2 separate regions of the Macaca mulatta genome follow, and region 2 is linked to region 1. Evidence: chromatin contacts called from public Hi-C data. All regions are on one chromosome and are shown on one strand. Each heading gives the region's core, a stretch centred on a gene start, on an enhancer-like site or on the middle of the called end of the contact. The rest is flanking DNA. Distances are from core to core; before and after follow the strand shown.

Evidence for each region. Hi-C and Micro-C count contacts between places; a contact is called where the count stands out from the background.
Region 2: a contact with region 1 is called in a Hi-C map of CD4 T cells, with 2.1 times the contacts expected there. The contact joins the promoter of KRTCAP3 here to the promoter of IFT172 in region 1. A contact is called at or near these places in 2 of 14 Hi-C or Micro-C datasets (CD4 T cells and fetal cortex germinal zone).

What each region holds. Positions count from the first base shown.
Region 1 is chr13:97,492,410-97,495,109 of T2T-MMU8v2.0, reverse strand. IFT172 (intraflagellar transport 172) reads right to left here and starts at 1,259. Exons shown (of 48, transcript NM_001257589.1): 1 at 1,173-1,259. The coding sequence starts at 1,211.
Region 2 is chr13:97,539,445-97,542,144 of T2T-MMU8v2.0, reverse strand. It overlaps KRTCAP3 (keratinocyte associated protein 3), which reads left to right and starts at 1,400. Exons shown (of 6, transcript XM_077959860.1): 1 at 1,400-1,529; 2 at 1,668-1,852; 3 at 1,932-1,991; 4 at 2,159-2,365; 5 at 2,480-2,614. The coding sequence starts at 1,502. NRBP1 (nuclear receptor binding protein 1) reads left to right here. Exons shown (of 17, transcript XM_077959840.1): 13 at 1-34; 14 at 221-274; 15 at 361-424; 16 at 657-712; 17 at 798-1,348. The coding sequence ends at 902.

The DNA.
Region 1 (2,700 bases), core at 10-2,509:
ATTACAGGCATGAGCCACTGCATCTGGTCAAAATTTTTTTGTAGAGGTCCTGGACTCCTGGGCCCAAGTGATCCTCCCACCTTGGCCTCCCAAATTGCTGGGATTACAGGTGTGAGCCACTGTGCCTGGCCAGACATCTTATTCTTATTAGCTTTGTATTATTCTGTCCTTTGATTTTTGAATGTCCTTTCCTCTTGTCTATCAATTTTTCACACTGCTTTTCAGTTTACAATGCTCTTTTGTGTATATTACTCTATATAACTCTTCCCCAAGTCCCCCAAAGTTGCCTTTAGTACTCATGTTTTTCAAATGAAGAAGTTTGTGAGTGCTCCGAGACACTGTATGATAAAGGCTAAAGTTAGAGATATCAGCTCATTTGTTTAAAGTAGTGGTGGCCAGCCTGGTCAACATGGGGAAACCTCATCTCCACAAAAAACAAAAACAAAAGCAAGCAAACAAACAAACGAAAATTAACCGGGGGTGCTACTTGGGAGGCTATGGCAGGAAAATCGCTTGAACCCGGGAGGCGGAGGTTGCAGTGAGATCACGCCACTGCACTCCAGCCTGGGCGACAGAGCAAGACTCTGACTCAAATAGTTAAATAAATAAATAGTGGTGGATCTGAAATAAGGGCAAGGTAAGAAATTTTAGAAAGAAAGTAAGAAAGAAGTGGTGGAGCTAGGACTTAAATTCTGCTGTGCTAACTCCAAAGTCCACCCTTTCTTCACCATGTTTCAGGGCTCCTCACCTGGTGCCCAGCCTCTCCTGAATCAGAATACACGGTTCGGTCTTTGCACTCCCCCTTCAGGGCTTGCACCTAAGGCGTTTATTTAATTATGGGCAGATTCATACTCGCTGCTTACATGTGCACCTCTCCCTCTAATACGAGCCTCCTGAAGGCAGGGGAATAAGTCGGGTGGTTTGGGTATCCTTCGAGTCCCAGCACGGGGCCTGTACACAACTGATGTGAATGAAATGTAAGGAAAGCTGCAAGTCCTTAGCGCTGCATCTCGCCTCCTGAACACTGTATCGACAGGACAGGGTCCAGATCATCGCTATATCCTTTATAGCCTTCTGCACACAGTAGGAGCTCAATATCATTAAACTTCAGTTCCCCCACTTTTCTTGGAACATAAAGCGGAAGGGGGAGGGACTGGCACGCAACTCCTCACCTGAGGGCTCAGCAGGGTCCTCAGGTGCTTCAACTGCATGACGCACACTTGTCTCTCAGATGCTACCAGACAGCGACAACTCCCGTGGTTACCTGGACAACCCGCCACGCAGTCGCAGCGACAGCCGCTGACGCTTATGCGACCGGAGCGCAACACGCGTCGCAAGGTCACACGTAGCTTTGCGGCGAAGCAAACAGAACGTGCGCAAGCGCGGTGAGATCTAGGGCGGGCCCTTGAGAGGGCTTGATGAATGCTCCCCTTGACCAATCCCGTCGCCGCATGCAAACTCGAGACCAAGCCCCGCCCACAAGTCTTCGGCCAGCCCTGGGTCCTACGTCATAGCGGTCCGTCTCGCTCTTTGATGTACCTGGCTGTTGCTGAGTGCACTCTCTTTTTTTTTTTTTTTTTTTTTTTTTTTTTTTTTTTTTTTTGAGACGGAGTCTCGCTCTGTCACCCAGGCTGGAGTGCAGTGGCCGGATCTCAGCTCACTGCAAGCTCCGCCTCCCGGGTTCACGCCATTCTCCTGCCTCAGCCTCCCGAGTAGCTGGGACTATAGGCGCCTGCCACCTCGCCCGGCTAAGTTTTTGTATTTTTAGTAGAGACGGGGTTTCACTGTGTTACCCAGGATGGTCTCGATCTCCTGACCTCATGATCCGCCCGTCTCGGCCTCCCAAAGTGCTGGGATTACAGGCTTGAGCCACCGCGCCCGGCCGAGTGCACTCTCTTTTAATCCTCACAACCCTGGAGGGAAGCAGGGCGGTTGCCCTGATAGGCCTTTTGCAGTTGGCGGAATTGTACCCAAATAGGTTACATGACTTGCACGGAATCGCAAGGCTGATAACGATAGCTAACGATGAATACTATGTGTCTGCCAGATACTGTGTAAAGTATTGTACGTGTATTTATGTCATTTAATCCCAAAACCGCCTTTTGAAGAGGATAGCGTTATTATTAGTCTCATTTTACATAACAGGAGACTCAAGGCACTTGCTCAAACTAACACAGCCAGCGAAGGACTTGGAACTGGGATTCAACCCAGAGTTAGTAGCTTTAAACAGCTTTTATGTTCCTTCTCAACTCCAAGCTCGCTCTCTGCATGCCACGATACTATAATCTGTGACACTCCCATTCCAATAAATGACATTTATTCTCAGAATCTGAGAGATGAGTGTTTTGGAACCAGCTGCCAAAGAAACGTAAGGTACCCTACTTCCAAATCAGGTAATGGTGAGTTAAAGACTGCTGTTTATATTGGAATGCTTTTATGGTTCAGTTTGTTGTTGCTGTAGTTGTTTTGAGAGTGAATTTCGCTCTTGTTGCCCAGGCTGGAGTGCAATAGCGCGATCTTGACTCACTGCAACCTCTGCCTCCCAGGTTCAAGCGATTTTCCTGCCTCAGCCTCCCAAGTAGCTGGGATTACAGGCATGCGCCACCATGCCCGACTAATTTTGTATTTTAGTAGAGACTGGGTTTCTCCATGTTGGTCAGGCTGGTCTTGAGCTCCCAACCTCATGTGATTCACCTGCCT
Region 2 (2,700 bases), core at 151-2,650, 47 kb before region 1:
GACACCTGAACCAGCTGAGGTGGAGACTCGCAAGGTGGGGGCTGTGTGGGTGTGGATTGTCTCCATGGCTGTGGTGGAAGGGAGAGAGAACATCTCAAATAAGGCTCTATTCTTTAGAGAAAATGCTCCCTAGCAGCCATGCCCTATGGGCTGGAAAGACGTCTAGGTATTGGGTTTTTTATGGATAGGTCTCTAGAGTGACCCTCTCTTCCTTCCCTAGGTGGTGCTGATGCAGTGCAACATTGAGTCGGTGGAGGAGGGAGTCAAACACCATGTAAGGCTCAGGGCTAGGGTTGCGCAGGGCTGGTGGCCAGAGGGTAGGGAAGAAGAGTCTCATTTTCTGACTGTCCTATTCTCCAGCTGACGCTTCTGCTGAAGCTGGAGGACAAACTGAACCGGCACCTGAGCTGTGACCTGATGCCAAGTGAGTCTCTCCTTTCCCTCAGAGGATGGAGAGTCTATGAGCCTTATCTTTTAGGGACATATTCAGGGGTGGGAGAGGTGACAAGGCAGTAACACATTGACTCACATAGAATGACTATCTTAGCCCCTAAAGCAGTGGGTGGATCTGACAGTTTAGCCCCGGTGGGGCTGTCTGAAGGGCCCCAGGTCCCTCAGTCCCATACTGTACTCACCCCCTCCTGTTTCTCTGTCAGATGAGAACATCCCCGAGTTGGCAGCTGAGCTGGTGCAGCTGGGCTTCATTAGTGAGGTGAGGTTTCTGCCTTCATCTGCCCTGGCTGCCCCCATGCCTTCTCTTCTCTCAGCCCCCATGTCACTGAGCTCTTCTTCCCCAGGCTGACCAAAGCCGGCTGACTTCTCTGCTAGAAGAGACCTTGAACAAGTTCAATTTTGCCAGGAACAGTACCCTCAACTCAGCCGCTGTCACCGTCTCCTCTTAGAGCTCACTCGAGCCAGGCCCTGATCTGCGCTGTGGCTGTCCCTGGACGTGCTGCAGCCCTCCTATCCCTTCCCCCCAGTCAGTATTACCCTGTGAAGCCCCTTCCTTCCTTTATTATTCAGGAGGGCTGGGGGGGCTCCCTGGTTCTGAGCATCATCCTCCCCCTCCCCTTTCTTCCTCCCCTCTGCACTTTGTTTACTTGTTTTGCACAGACGTGGGCCTGGGCCTTCTCAGCAGCCGCCTTCTAGTTGGGGGCTAGTCGCTGATCTGCCGGCTCCCGCCCAGCCTGTGTGGAAAGGAGGCCCACGGGCACTAGGGGAGCCGAATTCTACAATCCCGCTGGGGCGGCCGGGGCGGGAGAGAAAGGTGGTGCTGCAGTGGTGGCCCTGGGGGGCCATTCGATTCGCCTCAGTTGCTGCTGTAATAAAAGTCTACTTTTTGCTAAAAGCGTCGTGTGTTCGCGCCTTTCCCGCCAGGGGGAGCGGGCCCGGGGCGGAGGCGGGGCCCAGGTGGGAGGGGAACCCGGGACGGAGGCGGGGCCCAGGTTGGGGCGGGGCTGGGCCCAGGTAGAGCGGCCCAGCGGCCGGCGCGGCGGACGGGATGAGGCGCTGCAGTCTCTGCGCTTTCGGTAACTTCCGGGACCTGGCGTCTTGTCTCCTAACCTTGGGGCCACCCTTGGCCTGTCCTACTGCCCGCGGTTAACCCGCCAGGAGCCATCTCTCCCCACCCCGCCCGACTCAACCCTGCCCTCACCCGTGCTTTGCAGACGCCGCCCGGGGGCCCCGGCGGCTGATGCGCGTGGGCCTCGCGCTGATCCTGGTGGGCCACGTGAACCTGCTGCTGGGGGCCGTGCTGCACGGCACTGTCCTGCGGCACGTGGCCAATCCCCGCGGCGCTGTCACGCCAGAGTACACCACGGCCAATGTCATCTCCGTCGGCTCGGGGCTGCTGGTGAGCGCGGCAGGCGGCCCGGGGTGGGGGCCGGGCGCCCGGAGAGCCCAGCAAGCCAAAGGCTTTGTGTCTTCCACAGAGCGTTTCCGTGGGACTTGTGGCTCTCCTGGCGTCCAGGAACCTTCTTCGCCCTCCACTGGTGAGAAGGGACTTCCTGGAGCTTTTAACGAGTAGGCTTGAGTCAGGGAAATGGGGGCTGAGATTGGTCTTTCAATAGATTGGAGGAGCCTCAAATAGAGAAACTGGGTGCCTAGTCACTGGGAGTTAGCCAGGCCCAGGCTGCTCACCCTGATCTGTCCCTGCCAGCACTGGGCCCTGCTGGTACTAGCTCTGGTGAACCTGCTCTTGTCCGCTGCCTGCTCTCTGGGCCTCCTCCTTGCCGTGTCACTCACTGTGGCCAACGGTGGCCGCCGCCTTATTGCTGACTGCCACCCAGGACTGCTGGATCCTCTGGTACCACTGGATGAGGGGCCGGGACATACCGACTGCCCCTTTGACCCCACAAGAATCTATGTGAGCACATTCTCTTCCTTCTTGTGGTCTACAAAGCCTTGGTCCTGCCCTTTTAATTTCCCTTCTTTGCTGCACTTGCCCTACTCCCTCCTACTCCCCATCCTTGCTTTTCAGGATACAGCCTTGGCTCTCTGGATCCCTTCTTTGCTCATGTCTGCAGGGGAGGCTGCTCTATCTGGTTACTGCTGTGTGGCTGCACTCACTCTACGTGGAGTTGGGCCCTGCAGGAAGGAGGGACTTCAGGGGCAGGTAAGGAAGGTGAACAGGAAGGGTTTATTCCACAGAGATTGGCTGTGTTGAAAAGATGCTGACTGGCCAGGTGCAGTGGCTCACAC